Regions from separate parts of the Mus musculus genome. Here all the other regions are linked to region 3. Evidence: chromatin contacts called from public Hi-C and HiChIP or PLAC-seq data. All regions are on one chromosome and are shown on one strand. The core of a region is the stretch at or near the end of the contact, and the rest is flanking DNA. Distances in the headings are between cores, read along the strand shown.

Region 1 (2,950 bases), core at 293-2,792, 220 kb after region 3:
TGGGAGCACTCTGGAACATTCATATGACTAGCACTGTGCTCCACAGTAGGGATACTCTGCTACTAGCAGATTCTCTACATCTTGGGATGGAGATGTGGACCAAAGTCTATGTGTAGGGAAAGCTCAGTTAAGTCTGAGGCTGGTCCCTATCTTCTAGATAATGAAGTGGCCATCACAGCGAGCTTCTACATGGTCCTGTGTGAGTTTGGGACGGAACATAGTAAGAAGAGCAAGAATATGGTATTGGATGCCTAGGGTTGGAATGTGGTGGTAGACGACAAGCACCAATGCTCACCTAGTCTAATTAAGTGCCACTCTAAGCAGACCTCATGGAAGTGGTCTGGGAGGCAAATGGTATTTGGTTAGGGCAGTGGCTCTCAACCTTCCTTATGCTGCGACTCTTTAATACTGTTCCTTATGTTGTGGTGACCCAACCATAGCATATTTTCATTGCTTTTCCATAACTGTGATTTAACTACTGTTATAAGCTGTAATGTAAATAGCTGTGTTTTTTGATGGTTTTAGGTGACCCCTGTCAAAGGGGTCATGACTCACAGGTTGAGAAACATTGGGTTAAGGGCAGGCAGGCTACGTTTCCAGTGGAGGGTGTGAGATAAACTGAAAGGCAAATTGAGTCAAGCAATAACCACCATGTGCATAACATAGAAGCGCAGGTAGGAGAGCAGAGTTAGCATCAGCACCTTGGAGGTCTGATTCTAAGAACCAAGTTCTCATCACACTATTACATGTATCTGTGCAAGATCATGCTGTAGTTCACTGTTGTTTACACTGTTGTTATAATAGAGTGTAGGTCAGAGTGTGGAGTGGAATAGTTTAATCTTCTTAAACTGTCCATGTGGGTGTCTTCTCATGTCTCTGTCCATCTGACAATTATTAAAAAGTGCTTGCCATGGCATTTAAAAAAGACTAAAGTGTACTTACTCATTTATGTTTTAAAAGTCTAGGTATATTGGTTTTAGGTACAGATGGATCCTTGTGTTCAAGTTAATCTCTTTCTATGTGTTTCTGTCTCTTTGTGTCTCCTTTCCCCTCCTCTTGCCTCTGTTAGAGAGGAGGAGGTCACAGATATCTTTGTATTTTCATTTCTACCAGCTCAACAATTTCAATGGGAAACAAATTTCTTATAGTAGTAGATCCAGAGAAGTTTCTGAAACTGGCTTTGCTTGGATCCACTTTGTTCTGCACTCAGCCCTAACTAATCACTAAGGCTTGGGAGATGTATTATATGGACTTGGACTATGGTCACCACTGGCCCAAGAACTGAGACATTCAAGACTATGTAGGGGGAGGGGTGGGTCACAGTAGGAAACCTGATGCTCCTACTAAACAGAATAAGAATGATAGTGAGCAAGAAAACAAGAATGGCCATCAGATCTGTGTCTGGATCATCACCGGAGTCTGTATAGAGTATTTGTTATGTTCTATTGGGTCTGATCTTGTAAGACAGAACAGGCCTTCCTGTCATAAATTTGGATGATAAGAATCCTATGGCTTGCTGAGTCACCAGTATTGCCCTAGTGGGGTTTTGAGGGTTCTGGTTGCACAATAAGCAAGCCAACTTCTGCTTCCCCAAAGCCATATGTAGTGACTTTGAGGAGTGGTCAACTTGAACCAGAAGGTTGGCAAACAGAAGTTCTTTTAAGATCTGATACTATTTAAAGTCAGTGAAGGGAATGCTCAGCTTTAAGCTCCTTTGTCACTTTAGTTCAAATGCTTGTTCAATGGCTAGAAGTGTTAAATAACCTGACTTTAAACTCAAGAGAGAAATGTGGGATGCTGTCTATCAGATATGTATCTGGAGTTGAAAGAAAGATGTCTATGAACTTTCAAATGCTACTCTGAAGATACATGTTAGGTGTTTTTTTTTTTCTATAACAAATATCTGAGGCTGTGAACTTTAATAATAATAATAAGGGGTTATATAGTTCTGGTGGTGCAAAGGCATAGATAGTGATAGCATTTTGGCCTGGCTCTGGCCTTGACAGTCAGTTAATAGGTTATAAGCTGGGAGTATGTCAGGGAGCAAGGTCCCATGGTGAGACAAGAAACCAGACAGCTGTGGGGGTAGGGCCAGTCTTCCTCTTTCAAATAACTCTTTTTGGACAACTGAGCAGTGTCCCATGAGAACCACATTGGTTCTTAGGATGATTATGTCCTAACAGACTAGCTGCCTTGGTACTTGGTTTTTGAAAGGTTCCAGCACATGTACACTGCTGCATTGAGGACCATGCTTAGAACACACAAACCCTTGGGGAATAAAACCACAGCAGAAGTTGCTCTTCCAAATGTGAGTGAATTTGCATGCATACAACAGACAAGAACACATCTCATGTTATTATTAATAAAGCTTTTATATCAGGCTGTTAATGGAAACTCTGAGCTCCAGTGAACTGTGCTACCTGAGTACAGGCTGCAGTACCTTTTCTCAGTCTGTTAGCTAGAGACATAAGAGGCCAAGGCAAGGCCTGGTAGCATGAGCTTTTCAGGCTGAGAAGATGAGGAGGTTGCTTGTCCCTCTTTCCTTTGTGAAGAATCCCTAGGCCTGATGGGATCCTGGGAGTGCTGGATCTCAAAAGATGTAAGAGAACCTCTACAACAAAAACAAACATGAATTTCCAGGTGAATATTTGTCCTAGCCCTAGCCAGTTATTTTCTTAACTTTGATCTCTATTATATCTTCTTGTTAGGTGGGAGCCCAAAGGGGTCTGTGCTAGGGGACCCCCCACCGCAGGTTCTCTTTTGGTAGCTGTGCTCATTTGAGTGGGAATATCCCTATGGGCTCACATACTTGAATGTCTGATCTCCACTTGGTGGAACTATTTGAGAAGAATTAGGAGGTGTGGCCTTGTTGGAGAACTTATGTTGCTGGGTGGGTTTTGAGGTATGAAAAGCCTATGCCACTCCCACTGAGTTTTCTCTCTTTGTTTCA
Region 2 (2,866 bases), core at 259-2,758, 220 kb before region 3:
TAGATGGACTCTTGGCATTGGTTAGAGTTTTCATAGTTAGCTACTCAAGATATCTTGATGAGTTTGAGTTGTATTTTAGGGATTTAGGATGTAAATCTTATCTCTTCCAGAAATTATTCTAAGACCTTATTAGGAAAGGAATAGGAGCCTATTGCAGAAATGTGTGAAGCACATACGATTATATCAGAAACAGAAATCACCTCTCCCCACCTCTGCAATCATTTCCTGCAATACTTTGTATGACATTACACTTTTAGAGGATTTGACCCTGAAAGCTTTTACAGCTAAAAGGCATGTGATTTTGTTTTAGCTCTTATGTTCTCAGAGTGGAGAACAGTGCCCGGTGAGTCAGCCTGGTTTAGGGAGGAGGGCAGGACAGCAGCTAGTATTTCATATCTCTGCATAAGTGTTTCTGCAGCAACTCAGTGCATCTTCTGGATGCCTCTGCCCCCAGTCCCTTTCCCCCATGTAAGCATCTATCAGCTCTGTGAGGCCCTGGAGTTTCTTAGGCTTGGTGGTATGAAAAGGTAGCTGGCCTCCAGTCAGATGCCAGTCTCAGTGCTGGCCACAGCCCCAGGAGAGATGGCCGTCGTGCTGTTGCTGGTGAGAGCTGCTTGTGTCTACAGCAACAGCTCACTGATTCCCACCTGAAAAGAAAATTGTTAGATGGGGCTTGGGGTAGTTCTTTCTTTTTGTGTGTGTGACGGTCTCATTATGTAGCCCTAGGCGGTGTGGAACTTACTGTGTAGACCAGGCTAGCCTCAAACTCAGATGTGTCTGCTGCCTCTGCCTCTGATGTGCTGGGAACGAAAGGTGTGCGAGCCATGACACTAGCATAGCTTACTGTTTTTAAGGTAGTTCTAAGCACTAGTGTCTATTAAAGTAGTTGGGAGATGACAAATGGCCAGTGAAACTCTTAGTAAAGCTTGGCTCTGTGGCATAGTAAAGACCTGCTGTCCTTCATGCCTTGTGTCTGATCACAAATTAAAGGGCCAGTGCTAAGGAGAGACATCCTCTCTACAAGTCCTTGCAATGACTGAACCTGTGTGTTTCAAACACGGTGACGTGAGGTTCTTCTGGTACACTGAAGCCCGATAGTAGAGTTAAACTTGTCTAGTTCTTCCTTCCTTCCCTTTTAAAGGAAGGAGTTAGCTGTTTAGGTGTTATGTATGCTTTTCCTTATTCAAGACTCTTCTTCTGGCTGGGCCTGGGCCTCTCTAATTCTCATGCTTGGGTGTGGTTGAGGTGGAAGGATAATCCCAAATTTAAGGCCAGCCTGGGCTGTATAGTAAAAACATGTTTCCAAATAGCAGATTATTTTCTTCTGCATCTGTCGTTCAAAGAACTTGTGGAAAAACACGATTGACAAAGTCCATTCATGAACGCCTGAAGCAAGACTGGTTTACAAATGAGTGTCCCTCACAGGGAACCAAGTGTAGGCCAGGCTGTCCTGTGGCCTCACCTCCCCGTGGGTGTGGCACAGTAGAACTTATCAGCAGATCTGATAGGGTACTGTGATCTGCTGATTGTCCCAGTGTGGTATTTCTGGAGTGAGGTGACTCAGAGCAGAGCTATTGGGTTCTCTGAAACATTAATTTCCCCTGCCTATTGTTTTAGCCTAGTGTGTGGGGCCATCAGAAGAACAGTGGGACAGCCAGCCAAAATCAACAGGATTGACTATGCATGGCACCTATCTTTAAGATGCCTTTGTTTCTGGAGCAAACATTGTGAAAACGATTTATGTGCTATGCTGTGTCACAGAAATACTTACATTTGGTTTTGAGAGGTAGGTACACATTCTAAGTACCTATAAAAGCTGAAGTCATGTGACTTTGAAGAAGTCCCTGAAGCAGGGCCTGGGTGTGTGTGGGAAGCTCCATTGGTAAAGTGCTTGATTTGTAGGTGTGAGGTCCTGAGTGTGAGTCCTAGAACCCACGTAAAAGCAGGTACAGCAGCAGTGAGGGAGACAGGCGGGAGAATCCTTGGGGCTGATTGTATAGCCTGGTCCCAGTGAGAGACCCTAGCTCAAAAACGAAAATCGATGGGTCCCGAGAACTGACACCCGGGCTGACCTTGGCATGAGGAAAGTTCTATTTTTGTGTTTTTGTTTTCCAAAGCTAAAAACTGAAAATCTTAAAGGCATTTTCACCAACATTTACAAGTTTTAGTATCTAAATCAGTAATTTAAAAGTCAGACTGTGTATTAAAGTCATATGTAGAGTATTAAAAAGAAATAGGGCCCTATTCTAGATACAAAAGTCTCTGCAATGGAATCAAGTTATTGGTGGAGGTTTAGTTTCCTGGTGTGGCTACACTGGGCCTCCTGAGATCTCATGGAATAAAGGCAGGTCTTACTCCTTAAGCAGGGCTTCTCAACCTGTGGGTCACGAGCCCCTTGGGGGTCATATGAGTCCTTTTCAGTCCTTTTCCCTCACCCAATATCAGATCAGGCTCCCCCCCTCCCCTGCCTGTCCACTTTCTCTCTCATATCCCTCCCTCCCTCTCACTTGAGATAGCTTTCTTCTCTCTCGAAAGTGGGACTGAGGCATCCTCGCTTGGGCTTCAGCTTGTTGACCTGTATGAGTTCTGTGGTATTCTGTGCTATGTTTTTTTTGTTTGTTTTAATTTTATTTTTTGGCTGATATCTACTTATTAGTGAGTACATACTATGCATGTCCTTTTGGGTCTGAGTTACTTCACTCCGGATGATATTTTCTAGTTCCATCCATTTGCCTACAAAACTCAGCACGTCCTTGTTCTTAATAGCTGAGTAGTGCTCCACTGTGTAAATGAACCACATCCTCTGTATCCACTCTTCTGTCGTGGGACATCTGTTTTGTTTTGTTTTTCCAGCTTCTGGCTATCG
Region 3 (2,910 bases), core at 214-2,713:
ACACAGCTATCATGTGACCCCCTTTCACGGTCACATACTGAGGGAATGCTGACTGGCTCGCAGCTCCTGTTGTGGACACATGAGGAGCTTCTCCAGGTTCCTGTTTGATGATCACCTTGCAACACACAATGACACTGAATAAGTATCCCATGGGGAGGAGGAGGAAGGACCTACTATGAAACTGTGAATCTAGTCTCTGCAGTGTTAATCAAGTTTGGATACACAGAACGGCTCCATGAAAAAGGTAAAATAATGCTTTAAGAGATACGAGTCCTTAGGCAAATTGTATCTCACTTGATCCCTGCTCTGTCACTTGTCATAGAGACGGGGTAGGAAGGCAGCAAAGAGAGACAAAATAGGCCGTGACCTCTGAACTCCCGTGTCCCTGGAGTCCTAGGACATGGACAGCATTAAATAAGTGGGAGCACATCTCAGAGCTAAGGCCTATTAAAGAGTGGGAAGGCCACAGGTAAGGCTATGACACACACTCACCTTTGTGAAAGCCCCAAGTCCTCCAGTCACAGCTTTGGGGCTCTGCACTTTAGGGTGACTACCAATTGGGCAAAGAGGTGGCATAGATGCGAATAAAGACTCCTCCTGCTGTATGTAAAAACATTACTATATATTATATAACAGGCCCAAACGGATGCTTTCAGATACTCTAGCCACTTAGTACACTTAATACAGTAATATTATCTACTTAATACAAACCTACCACAGCCAGCAACACACACACACACACGACAAAACAAAAACCCACAATGCTAGAGATCTTCTAAGCTTCTATACATTTACTGTAATTTCCTTTTTAAAAGCAAATAAAAAATGAGGTATGCAATTCCATCTGAGCACCAGTAGTAACTCACTGCACAGGAGGCTGACAAAGGAGGACTGTTAGTTCAAGTCTAGCCTGGACTAAACACTGAAACCCTGCCTGAAAAATCAGGAAATCAGCTCAGCAAAAGGCTACTCACCTGTGTCCTGATGGATGTTACAGTCCTATAAGACAGGGTGTCAGGTAGACCAGGTTGGTTTCACTATCTAGCTAAAGAAAACCTTGAACTTCTGATGCTCCTGCCTCTACTTCTCGAGTGCTGGGATTACATGCTTACAACCTCACACTTGTTTTTATGTGGCATTGGGGACGGAACCCAAAGCTCTGTGCATGTAGGAGAAGCACTCTACCAGTGTTGTGTAGCAGTTTCTTGGAGACTGACATGCTCTATCTCCCAGGGAAGTTCCTTAAGGCAAAGGTAAACGTCTCAAAATAGCTGAGCAGATTCACGAGGGCCCCCCTCTCAGAGTAAGCAAGAAAGACAAGGCAAGCTGCAGGAAAGGCCCTGAGATCAGACCAGCAAGGAGGAGAAAAACCAGCAAGGCTGCCTGACTAACATAGTCACTAGGAAAGGATACTCTAACCTACTCCAGGTTTCCTTGCTTCTGTGAGTCAGCACCCTTCCTGGGCTGGGCCTTGGTGAAGCAGCTGTTTTTGAGTCATTTCTGCCCCTGTAAGTAACCCCTCACCCATACTCATGTAAGTAACCTCAATAAAAAACTCATTGGTTTACCACAGTGGACTTTGATCTGTTGTTGGTTCCCTATCTGGAGTGAATAGATATGAGCACTGCATCTCCCTAGGAAGTCTTTTCACACAACACCAACTGATCTTTATGTCCATTCCTAATATTTGATTCTTTATGTATGTCTGATCTTTTGCCAGATGGTAGAGGACAGGGGTTGTATTTGGCTTTATATTCCTAAAGCACAGGCACTAAGTAAGTTATTCTAACAAATAATGGTGATGTTTTAGAGTGTGTGTTTTTTTTCTTTTATACTCTCAACTTGTCTTGAAAAATTCACTCAGTATCTGGAATACAGATAAATGTAAAATGAGTTTCACATTTGGAAAATAAATTTTCCAAAGGAATAAAAAGGATAAGAAAACAATGCTCTAGGCCAAGGTAACCCTGTATCTCAGGAGGGGGAGACAGGACGGTCCCAAGCTCCAGCCTAGACTACAGTGAAAGCTTACCACAAAACAAGCAAACCATCAAAGGAAGGAAGTGGGAATAGAAAATGGAAAGCAACAGCAGAGTGAGATAAAAACCACTGACCTTTGTCTCCACCTCAAAAGACAAAAGCAGATCTCAGAGATAATGTGCCAAAATTGAACTTTAAGGAAAATAATTAAAGTTAAGACTACTACTTGCCTACGAAATGAAATGTCATCAACAAATACTAAAAAATAAATGGTAGAGGTAAGACTTTCAAGGGAGTTACTCCAAGAAAACCTCATTCTGATCAGAAAACCATCTGTGATCCCTGTCAACTAAGTTAGAGGAATGTTAACTGCTGGGGTGGGTACTCACTAAAGCAGATTTGCATCTCAGGGCCACTCAGACAGCAGTCTGCATCTGAAAGGCTTTCAAGTAAGATAACCATCTTGAGAAAACAGGAGCCAAACAGGGAAGTGCTTTGGCCAAATACTGAGCAGACTGTCTTGAGTATGTGAAGAAGTCGGATGCTGTATGGATAGGTGATATTCTGAACTACTCTCTATTTGAAGAGGTTAAGAATTACTTTTTTTTTTTTTTTTTTTTTTAAAGATTTATTTATTTATTATATGTAAGTACATTGTAGCTGTCTTCAGACACTCCAGAAGAGGGAGTCAGATCTCCTTACGGATGGTTGTGAGCCACCATGTGGTTGCTGGGATTTGAACTCTGGACCTTCGAAAGAGCAGTCAGGTGCTCTTACCCACTGAGCCATCTCACCAGCCCAAGAATTACTTTTAAATTAATTAACTAAGGCTGATGTGTGCAAAGGGGACAAGGTTTGCTCCTTGTACCATCAGAAACCATGCTGCCAGGCAAACATTTTTATAGAGAATGTATATGTGTCTGTGTGAGT

Evidence for each region. A called contact is a pair of places that touch in the nucleus more often than the background predicts. HiChIP or PLAC-seq counts read pairs in DNA pulled down with a chosen protein or histone mark.
Region 1: a contact with region 3 is called in a Hi-C map of the HPC-7 cell line, with 2.1 times the contacts expected there. The contact joins two enhancer-like sites. A contact is called at or near these places in 1 of 39 promoter capture datasets (pre-B cells), 1 of 484 Hi-C or Micro-C datasets (the HPC-7 cell line), 1 of 115 datasets of contacts at active chromatin or transcription factors (CD8 T cells) and 3 of 9 other capture datasets (adipose tissue, liver and pancreatic islet).
Region 2: an HNF4G HiChIP or PLAC-seq map of pancreatic cancer cells shows a contact between it and region 3. The contact joins two enhancer-like sites. A contact is called at or near these places in 2 of 39 promoter capture datasets (both in embryonic stem cells), 2 of 484 Hi-C or Micro-C datasets (both in nephron progenitors), 6 of 115 datasets of contacts at active chromatin or transcription factors (the 230-238 cell line, the SCID.adh cell line, bone marrow-derived macrophages and 2 more) and 2 of 9 other capture datasets (adipose tissue and liver).

Annotation. Positions count from the first base shown.
Region 1 is chr16:19,972,258-19,975,207 of GRCm38.p6, reverse strand. The region is part of intron 1 of Klhl6 (kelch-like 6); the gene reads left to right. Among named protein-coding and RNA genes, the nearest start is that of Klhl6, 9.3 kb to the left of the region's middle. Within about 2 kb of position 1,542, at least 71 of the 459 cell types and tissues checked have an H3K27ac peak or open chromatin away from gene starts, as enhancers often do. A contact at or near this core is called in the HPC-7 cell line, where this site is marked.
Region 2 is chr16:20,412,888-20,415,753 of GRCm38.p6, reverse strand. The region is part of intron 2 of Abcc5 (ATP-binding cassette, sub-family C (CFTR/MRP), member 5); the gene reads left to right. Among named protein-coding and RNA genes, the nearest start is that of Abcc5, 12 kb to the left of the region's middle. Within about 2 kb of position 1,508, at least 70 of the 459 cell types and tissues checked have an H3K27ac peak or open chromatin away from gene starts, as enhancers often do. A contact at or near this core is called in pancreatic cancer cells, where this site is marked.
Region 3 is chr16:20,190,849-20,193,758 of GRCm38.p6, reverse strand. It overlaps Yeats2 (YEATS domain containing 2), which reads right to left. Exons shown (of 31, transcript NM_001145930.1): 14 at 493-600; 15 at 1-115. Among named protein-coding and RNA genes, the nearest start is that of Gm41431, 44 kb to the left of the region's middle. Within about 2 kb of position 1,463, at least 52 of the 459 cell types and tissues checked have an H3K27ac peak or open chromatin away from gene starts, as enhancers often do. A contact at or near this core is called in the HPC-7 cell line and pancreatic cancer cells, where this site is marked.